Regions from separate parts of the Mus musculus genome. Here region 1 is linked to region 2. A link is a contact called in public Hi-C data. All regions are on one chromosome and are shown on one strand. Each heading gives the region's core, a stretch centred on a gene start, on an enhancer-like site or on the middle of the called end of the contact. The rest is flanking DNA. Distances are from core to core; before and after follow the strand shown. Region 1 overlaps Tpk1 (thiamine pyrophosphokinase). Region 2 has its middle 27 kb from the start of Nobox.

What was found. Hi-C and Micro-C count contacts between places; a contact is called where the count stands out from the background.
Region 1: a Hi-C map of cerebellum shows a contact between it and region 2, with 1.5 times the contacts expected there. The contact joins two enhancer-like sites. A contact is called at or near these places in 4 of 39 promoter capture datasets (3T3-L1-derived adipocytes, embryonic stem cells, liver and 1 more), 5 of 484 Hi-C or Micro-C datasets (the HL-1 cell line, adipose-derived mesenchymal stem cells, cerebellum and 2 more) and 5 of 115 datasets of contacts at active chromatin or transcription factors (effector CD8 T cells, embryonic stem cells, extraembryonic endoderm stem cells and 2 more).

What each region holds. Positions count from the first base shown.
Region 1 is chr6:43,647,824-43,652,848 of GRCm38.p6, reverse strand. The region is part of intron 2 of Tpk1 (thiamine pyrophosphokinase); the gene reads left to right. Among named protein-coding and RNA genes, the nearest start is that of Tpk1, 16 kb to the left of the region's middle. Within about 2 kb of position 3,143, at least 6 of the 459 cell types and tissues checked have an H3K27ac peak or open chromatin away from gene starts, as enhancers often do. A contact at or near this core is called in cerebellum, where this site is marked.
Region 2 is chr6:43,333,933-43,339,313 of GRCm38.p6, reverse strand. No RefSeq gene overlaps it. Among named protein-coding and RNA genes, the nearest start is that of Nobox, 27 kb to the right of the region's middle. Within about 2 kb of position 1,988, at least 36 of the 459 cell types and tissues checked have an H3K27ac peak or open chromatin away from gene starts, as enhancers often do. A contact at or near this core is called in cerebellum, where this site is marked.

The DNA.
Region 1 (5,025 bases), core at 1,894-4,393, 310 kb before region 2:
CTTTTTAGCTAGTGATGCCTGGTGAGTCTTCTATAAGCTTTGCTGTTGTCTGGGTGACTGTGCGTGTGGACAAGGCATAGTGCAGAGCACATTTATTTGAGTCTCCTGCTATTGTCCTCTGTCCCAGCAGCATCGCCAGGGACTGTGGGACTGTCTTCTTTGGGGTACTTGTTATACTTTTCAAAATAGATGTGTATGATTTTGGTTCTGTCAATATATTTGGTACAGATAGAATGAAACTTTCCACATGCTTTTGATTTCAGTATTGGCGAAGTGAATCTAAAATTTTTATATGTAATTACTAGCCTCAAAGTAATATGTTAGGAGACAAATGCTAAAACTTGAGTTTGTAATCTTTACAGATTTAGAACCATGCAATAGAATGATGAAGTAGATTGGGGCGTGTCCGTACTAACTTTCTGAGGCTTACTAAGGAAGATTTACCCTGACCACGCAGAATCATCCCATAGGCTGGAGCCCAAGATGGAGTATGGGGAAGGAGAAAGTCAGCTGTGATTCTCCCTCTGCATTTGGGTCTGCCCTGAGGTGAACTGCTCTGCTTCAACAAATGTCTCTTCCTGACATTTCTGAAAATGAACAAAATAAGTCTCCTCCCCACTCCCTGAGTTACTTTTGTCAGATACTGTGCTCGCTCACAGATGCTAACTAATACAACAGGATTACAGTCAGGAGTGGGTCCCTGCGGAAACTGCTCATCTGAATGATGCTCTCTAAATGGTCCCTGTAGGCAAGAGGCATCCATGAAGGAGCATTTTTTTCTCAGTTGGCTTCAGCGAAATAGTCACATTGTCACAGTCCTTTCTCTGATGACACATACCATGCCAGTAAATGAAACCATAGTGTTAATTTTGGGAAATGGGCTTTGAAGACTAATGACTTTGGAAACCTGTAGACATTTTTTTCTGCTCGTTCCTTCCGTTTTTCTTCTTCTTTTTCGGGGAATCAGGACTTTAAATTGTTTGCTCTAAGATAGAACAGATCCAGTCCACTGGCCACCTGAAAGTATGCTCAGGTTGTGGCTTGTGATTATTGTTTGATCTATATAGAAGGAACATGCTCCTCTCTGTCTTGCTGTCTGTCTGACTTTCTCTGTCTCTCTCTCTGTCTTTCTCCCTCTCCCTTCTCCTTCCTACCCCCCTTGCGTGTGTGTGTGTGTGTGTGTGTGTGTGTGTGTGAGTTTATTGAACTAGTACTTTGTGTCTCTTAATGCCTGTTGCAGCATATTCACATATCTTAGCAGAAAGAACAAACAAACAAATGGTGTGTATCTTCATAGAGCTTATAGGCTAGTAGGGCACCTGGATACAAATGTCAGTGCAGTATGAAAGGGAGCTTCGAATCACATGAAACATATGAAACAAAGCTGAGGGCTTGTGGAAGGATTCTATCAACTCTCTAATTTTGGAAATCTACATCAATACTGTATGAAATTTTGTATCTGTTAATGCATCTTTTGGAGTAGAATTATGAAAGGAAATATAACACCTGAGTCTCTACTACATATTTCTAGATGGCTTCTGAGAAAGGATGAATCAAGTTGACTGAGCAGTTACAGCATATTCGTGTCCTTTTTAGTATGGCCTTGTTAGAATGCCCTAGAAAATTTTTTTCTAGACAGTGTGTTCTGTAGCTCAGGCTGATCTTAATCTTGAACTCCTTGTGTGTGTGTGTATGTGTTATATGCATATGTACCTCTTCATATGTGTGTGCAGATGTAATTGGGGCTCAGATGTTAGCAATGAACTCTTCTGTTGTACTCTACCTTCCTTTTTGAGACAGGGTTTCTCACTGAATCTGAAAGTAAATGATCAGGGTTAGTGTAGCCAGACTTTGTTTTTTATTTGGGTGCTATGGATATGAACTCACGTCCTCATACACCACATTGCTGAATGAGCTCTCTCTTCTGGGCCATGAGCTTACATTTTTAATCTTTCTGCTTCTACTGAGTACAGGGTTAAAGGCGTGTAATACCACAGTCTTTTATGCAGTGCTAGGGTCCGAACCCAGGGCTTCATGTGTGCTAGATAAGCATAGACAATCTATCAAATGTGTGTATTTCTAGCCCATCTTTGCAAATTTTGGTGGAAGAATCTATGAAAATTATTTTTGCTTCTCAGCTCCTCTATCTTATAAGACTTTTTCCTTACTCAGACTAGCACTAATCATTATCCAAATTGGGAAAATTTTTAGAACTTGAAAATGAACAGAAGATAATCTGGGTTTGTCTCATGGGTCCTGCAGTGACTGTGTGGGCTTCTCTTCTCTTTCTTTCTTCAGATAGACTTTTACAATGCTGTGGTAGTACAAGCTAATTAATAACTGCGCACATGATTCTTATTTACAATATTGCAGACAATTTCTGTGCAGGGGCCGTGTAATTGATTTCTACCTTGATGAACAGATGTTCTAAGATACTATGGTTAATTGCTGTGTGGCAGAAATTATAAAAATACCCAGTTAACCATATTCTACTTTAGTAATGCTTTTCACCATTCTCCCATGCTCAAGACAACAACAATGACAACACCAACAACAACTGAAAAAAAAAAAAAACCAACCAAACAACCAAAAACCAACCAAACAAAATCCTAACAATTCCTTTTATTAAATAGTGTCTCTGTTACTTTCCAAAGGACTGGCTGTCTTGATGCTTAGAGGGTCCTTGTTACAGCAGATGTACCATTCTTAGGTAATCAGGAAATAGGTTTTAAATTGTTGGCTCATAACCACACCTTGAAATTGGTACTAATATCCTAATTAATTATTGAATAGTCTTTGGCGCGTGATCATTTTATATTTGTAGGAAACCAAAATTTTTGTTTTTTTGAAATTATGATTTAATCAGTTAAATCTTTGCTGATTAAATTGTTAAGAAACCTTTTTTTTTTAAATTTGATTTTTGTATAGTTGATATATAACAGCCGTTATAGAAAGTGACTACAAACTCCCAAACTATAGAATCTAACCTTTCACAACATGGTGCACACTTGGCGTGGCACAGGGAGTGCTCTGCTTAATGCTGTCTTTAGTGCTCCTGGAGAAAATGCATGCATGTGGAGATGCAGCAGAAGGCACTTTCCACAGGAAGGTGTGCAGAGCACATGGCTACATCATGGCAGAGTGCCCTGGAAGCAGCCCAGCAGGCATTCTACCCCAGTAATGCTCTCCTGATTTGCTTTAGCAGCCCAGCAGCTGCCTCTGAAGCTAGGAATTTTCAGGTGGTGAGATAGTCTTAATTCCTCAGCAGCCAATCTCAGCATGCCTTGTCTTTAGTCCTGGAAAAGATCCAGAAAGGGATGGCAGAGATAAGGATACAACCTCTAGGACTTTCTGGATGTTTCTGTTTTCTCATGCATTCTCTAACAATGATATGGACACAGTAGCTATGTTACATTTATTTGGGCATCAGTTGCATAGTTTTATGTGCTTTAATTCCCCTAAGCTTGATCCATGTGCTAGGTATTACTTTCAAACTATACACATGACTCTCACTCCCAGCCCCCACCACCAAGGCACTAAGTATTGTACTGAAATTTGTTTTTATTTCCTACCTTTTTCTTTTCTTTTCTTTTCTTTCTTTCTTTCTTTCTTTCTTTCTTTTTTTTTTTTTTTGGTGTTTTGAGACAGGGTTTCTCTGTATAGCCCTGGCTGTCCTAGAACTCACTTTGTAGACCAGGCTAGCCTCGAACTCAGAAATCCGCCTGCCTGTGCCTCCTGAGTGCTGGGATTAAAGGCATGCGCCACCATGCCTGCCCTCCCCCCTTCTTTTCCTACCTTTTTCAAAAATTAAAAAAAATATTTTTTATCTGAATTTTGGAAATAACGCATTGCAACTTGGTGGATCTCCAAGGAGTAGAGAGGAACAAACTGACATGGGTAGAGCTCAGAGTGGATAGCTGACACAGGACCTCAGGAATCCCCAAGGGCTGGAGAGAGTGAGAGGACAATGAGAATTTCCAGGTGTCTAATGCCCAAGGCTTTAATGCACTTTTCAGGACTGGAGTAATTTAGGCCTGGGAAGTCTGGTTGGAACTTTCTGCAGTTTGGGCTTAAAACTATAAAATAATTTAATTCTTTAGTTTCTGCCATCTTGATCTACAATTACTGTTATTCTAGGAACAGGTGGTTTTGAAAAGTTCTCTCCTGCCTGTGATCAACTCACTGGAACTCACATTACGGGTTTCAGTAGATGACTTAAAGTAAGCCCGCAGTAACTCCTGCTGATTAGACAAATGCAAGTGAAGAGCATCTGTGTGCTGACTGGCTCCAACTAATGACATTCACGGAAGCCACTTCTCACTCTCAAGTGTGCTCTGGACTGTGACATTAGATAGCAGCGAAAGGATTATGTATATGGCAGCAAGGATACTCGAAACCTATCATACATTTAACCTTTCTATTACTGTTAGGAGATGAGTTATCGTTTCCACTTGTCAGGTAGGAACACTGCTTGAGATAGAGTCCGACAGTACACTTCTGCCCTTCTGTTGTATTGTGAAGTGTAACTGGCTTATGTTTAGTCAATCTCGTTGTGAAATTAAATTGCTTTTATGGCATGGAAGAGTAAGAGCTGCTGATGTAGCTGTTAACAGGCGCAGAAGCACTACTTAGTTGAGACAAGAACACTTCAGAGATGACTGAGTTCTGCAAGGAATTTTCAGCCCCTTGTACTGCACTGAGTCATGTTTGAGCGTGCAAACTGATATTAATTTCAGTTTATTTATGTTTCTGTAACAGAGATGATTCTATGTCCTTACTATGCCCTTAGGTTTATTGAGGCTGTAGTGGTTTGGATGTGACATGGCCCTAATATGCTCATGCATTTGAACACTTGGCTCCCAGTTGGTAGTGCTGTTTGGGAAGGTTTAGGAAGGACCTTTAGGGGGTGGAGCCTTGCTGTAGGAAGTATATTACTGGGGTGGGCTTTGAAGGCTTATAACCTAGTTCTACTTGCTGGGTTCTTCTCCTTGTGTGCTGTGGAAATGTACTCAGTCTGCTTATTGA
Region 2 (5,381 bases), core at 739-3,238:
GAGTGCTTGCTGTAAAACAGACACTGGAGTAAACAAAATTTTTAGGGCTTGCCTGACTCTCAGTGGTAAACAGGTCAGAAAGAGCTACCCCTGTTCTGGTTACTCCTCCAACTCCTTCCCTGATGTTTCTCATATTCAATTAATAGCCTAGCTTCACCATGAAAATCATAGCCGTCAGAATGAACTTTATAGAGACCTTATGTTCCCCTCCCACAACCAACACTTGGCTCCTCCTCCTACCCACACTATTTTCCTACCTCTGACCAGAGATAAACTATCCACATTCTTATCCACATTCTTATCAAGGCTGATCCCTGCACCATGCTCCTTAGCTCCCCTAGAAAGGTCCTTCTGCAATCTGCCTGCCCTATGCCTTTCATCCAAATCATTAGCAAACAATTACTTTTTAAAGTGCATTTGCACACTCCCAGCTACCACCTAACTTTGCTGTTCCTTCGTCCAGTCACTAAGCTCCTTTAAGAACCTGGTTTAGTCTATTATGTTCTTTTGCTGTGTGATGACACCATGACCCAGGCAACGTGTAAAAAAAAAAAAAAAAAAAAAAAAAGTATTTACTGGAGGGCTTGCTCACAGTTTCTGGGGGTTAGTTCATGGTCACCATGACAGGAAGAAGATGGACATGGTGCTGGAGCAGGAGCTGAGTGCTCACTTTCTGATCTGCAAGCATCCTTCCCTTGTTCTTGCCCAAACTGCTCAGTCATGATTGTGTTTCTCTCTGTATTCAAAGTGGGCTTAGGCTCTCCTCACTTCTCTCAGGCTCCCTCGCATTCCCATGCCCAACCCCAGCATGGTCTCCCATCACTTCACAGTTGTCTCACTTCTATCTTGTTTTCTTCCCCAACTTTAGCCACATCCAATCAATCTTCGACTTGAAAACCTGCAATGACTTTGAGGGGAAATACAGGTGTTTACAGTCAACTAAAATGCCCCTGGCCTTCCCTGACCTCGTTTTTTATATTCTCCCCTGCACACTGTGTTCAATTCCTCAGCCTCTTTGACAGTCTTTATCCATTGCCACTCTTCCTAAGGGCTTCTGCCACATGCCAGAATTCCAAGCATTCTTAAACCAACATGTGAAAGTGAAGTCACCTTAATGATTACATATATAATTTATGATTAATGAAAATGAATAGAATACAGTGGTACTATATAGTCTCTCAATAATCCCTCCTCTACATCTGTAAAAGTCCCAAGTAAAAATACCTCCCTCTAGAACATTCCCCTAACATGGAAATCAAGTCTTTATTCAATAATTATCTGGACTAAAATCTTTCTATGCCCATTTTTCTGCAGTTCTGGCAACAAATTGATAACCTCGGGCATTTTTTAATTAGCTGCCTTTTAAAGATGGTTTGCTAAATTAGTCAACTATGAAATCACCTCGACCAAACGATTAAGTTCAGATTGCATTTTCAATCCATCGCCTGTTTTTACTGTATGAACATACCGTCACTCCAGGATTGTTAATTACAGTGTTTATCTGCCTGTGTTTTCTTACGTACATAGCACAGTGTGAGGCCAGTGCCAGCTGGCACGTCTCTACCCTACTGTTTGAAGTGGCCTGCAAGCCACTGGGTGTTGACATTCCTATAGCTAGAAATAGTACTGCACTGCCTCCATTGTTTACCCAGGGGAGATGGTATTTAAAGATAAGCGTCCTTCTATCCAGGCAAGTCACCTGTGCCAATGGACAGGAGGAGAGCTCTAGCTTGCCTTAGAAAAGAGTCCGTTTGCCATGCTTAATTAGCATGACAGCTGTGCTGATTCCTGGGACGCCGCACACCTCCTCATGCCCTTCACACCCAAATAGGATTTGTGAAGCCACCACCATTAGCAAGTATGTGCCTATGATCTTATTTATACCTCAGATTTAGACTAGGAACCATGTAGTTTTAAACCTGCCTCATAGATGTGAATACAGAACACAAAGAGGCTTAAATAATGACAGAGCCAGAATGAGCTCTGTGACACCTGACTACAAGTCACCTCCCACACCTCTGCTGTCACCACTGACTCCAAACACCATCCTTGCTTGCATCATTTCTATCACATTTTTCTGAAGGACATGGGCTCAGAGACTCAGCTGTTCAAGCCCCTGAATCATGTGTCCAACTACAGGGATACTTTGTAGGTTTTTTTAACTACTGCCCTGATTTTTCCCCCATGCTAATCCCTCTGCAGTTTCACTAGGTTATCACTGGCCTTTCAAAAGAGCTAATGAGAAGTTGAGTCTCAGGGACTTCACTGATGCCTTTTGCCTGGGAGAAAGAGTATGTGGCCCTCACTGAACCTCTAGAGTGCAGTCTGTGGTGGCACTGACCTGATACCATAGATCTGCCCTACCACAGAAGCCAGCCTTGACTCTGAGAGAAAACAAGTAGACGGTGGTATTGATGAGGATACTTTCTGATTGGACGCTATGATCATGGACCTTAATGAACAACTCAAGATTCAATAGAACTTAATGACAACTCATCAGATGCTTTGTATTGCTGAAATTTCACCTACTCATATCACATTCTTTCACTTACAGTTGATAAAGGAGAAGAAGGATTTCATTGCTTGTAAGTTAGTCTTATCAAATCTGTGCCAAGAAGGGTGTGTTTGTTAGGTCTCAACATCTCCATTCTAGCTCTTACTGACAGTAAAGATCCTTGTCATTCTGTCCTAGATTTGTTATCTAAAACTATGTATAGATTTACATGGTCTCAGAGCTGGGGACAAGCCTAGAAGGCTAAGAATCTGGTGCTTAAAACTTTTTTTTTTTTTTTAAAGATTTATTTATTTATTATATGTAAGTACACTGTAGCTGTCTTCAGACACTCCAGAAGAGGGCATCAGATTTCGTTATGGCTGGTTGTGAGCCACCATGTGGTTGCTGGGATTTGAACTCGGGACCTTCAGAAGAGCAGTCGGCGCTCTTAACCACTGAGCCATCTCGCCAGCCCAAAAATGTGTAGCCCAGGCTGGCCTCGAACTCGTGATCCTCCTGCCTCTGCCTCCTTCAGCAAATCCTACCGGCGTGCGCCACCACTACCGGCTTAAAACTTTTACTAATGTGAAGACTGCTTGTAAATAGTAAAACTTTACATCCTGTCTCACCAGAAACACCATTACATTTAATTTAGTCTAAGATAACAAAACTATTTTAGAATATTTTCAGACATTCAATCCTAGAGTTAACAAATTTGTTCATAAGATATACATATAGTATGATTTCTTCCACCAGGTGGCAGCCAAGCCTTACTATTTTACATTATACATATTATACATATAGTTTACATTATTATATACACGGTATAGTATTCATGGAAATTGAAGCTAGTGGTTTTGACAGGGTTACGGGGTACCTACTGACAGTCAACTTGGATCAATCTCACCTGCCTGATAATGTTCACTACACTGTATTGGTGTTGGGAAACTCCAATAGTGGAGTAGTGAGGCAGCCCTGGATACGAGTTGTCCACTTAAGTCTCAGGCACCTCAGAGCAATAAATCATATGTGGCATCTCAGCTTTCCCTGCCACTATACTACACCCATATAAAAGCACTGTCCTTGACTGTGAGCTCCCATAAATAATGGAAAAAGATAGACTCAGACACAATATGAAAATAAAGCAAAAGAAACTGTCCCTATGGACATCTCTTCTCTCCTTCCCCAGACAAAGTCCTTGACTGCACAAAAGAAATATTAATAGCATGAGGCCAGTATATTTAATCTTTCTTTAAAAAAAACCGAAAGAAACATAGTATGATAGCAATACATTTCATAGACCTAATAAAGGTGGATAATAAACAGTGGGTCATAATTATTCCTTAGCTGCCACCGTTGCTCCTAGTTGGGGAAACTGTAAATTTGATAGGACAACAAGGAAAGAAACGGCGCTCTTTGCTTCCCCATTTACTATTCTTTATTTAGGATTAGTTCACTTTTGAATTCTATGGGTAGTTGTGAATCTGTGTATGGGCTGGTGCCTGTGTGAGTAAAGATGCCTACAGAATCCAGACTTGGGCATCAGAGTCCCCTGGAGCTGGCGTTACTGGCAGTTGTGAGCTTCCCAACATGGGTGCTGGGAACTGAACTCTGGCCTCTGTAAGAACAGTATGCTCTCGTAACTGCAGGAGTCATCTCTCCAGCCCCATACTTTTTGTCTTAACCAGTTTTCCTGTAAAATGTTTTTGTCTCTTGAATGTTACCCATGGGTCAGTTAGCCAGTAAAAGACAACAGGAGAGGTAAACTCTTTGTCAGCTATGCTACAATATGCATGTGACTGAGAATGTTGGTGCGTGGAGAATTTACCATTCCTACCATTAATTTTCAGTAGGAATAGACATCTCCATAACATGGCTGATTTGGACAGATGGGGACATGATCCCAAGTAAAGTAGGTGAGCTGAAATGCTACTCGTCACAATATTCTCTCTGACATGAAGAAAGGTTTAAAACAGGAAATGATACATAAGGGCAGAGGCAGTCTGGGGCGTCCATGCTGAGGTCCACAAGGCTGTTACCCCAGAACAGCGATGGATGCAGCTCAACACAAAACTGTAAACCTATTACACAGAGAAGCCTTCAGAATAGCATGGTGAATATTGAGCCACCCTAGAGAGATACAGACTATAGTCCAGAGTACACTGATTCAGTGAACGTGAAGATGTTTTTCAAATTATGTGAATATGTGTCTAGATGTGCATCTGCCATAGCTGTTGAGTGAATGGGAGGCATTCAGAGTCAATTCCCATTTTTATTAAGCTTTTGCACTGATCTCCTAGCTAGACAGACAGTCTCTTAATTTGATCGGGAAGAGAGAGATTTACTGTCTGAAGACAAGCAGACAGGACATTGCGTGTGTAGCTGTAACTGGCTACTTCAGGTTCCAAGATCAGGAGTGGGGATCAAGTTGTTTCTCTTTTGGTGGTTAACATCTTTTTAAGATTTGTGATGTAGATTTCTCCCAGATCAAGTGATATGTTCTCACCCTGAGTCTCTGATGCTTTGCTGAAGCTATCTGCTATCCCAGAGGTCAGAAGTATAGGAAACCCAGGCCTCCCACATCAGCTCTTAATGAAAATCTGCAAAAAAAAAAATAAAAATTCAAGGTAAGACAAGATAAAAAAAACTACTCCAACATATAAAATATAAGACAAAAAAGTACTATGGCACTCTTAACTTTAAAAAAAAAAAAAAAGTCTGTCATCGGGAGGAAGGCAGCCTCCTGGGGGCAAACCAGCCCTCCTGACTAATCCTACTTAACTGGACAGAAAGTGCATTTGCCTGATTTGAGCCAGGGGAGGAAAGAATGGAAGAACTTTTTTGTAGAAAGTCTCCAGGTACCAAGTAACCATTTCAGAAATTAGGT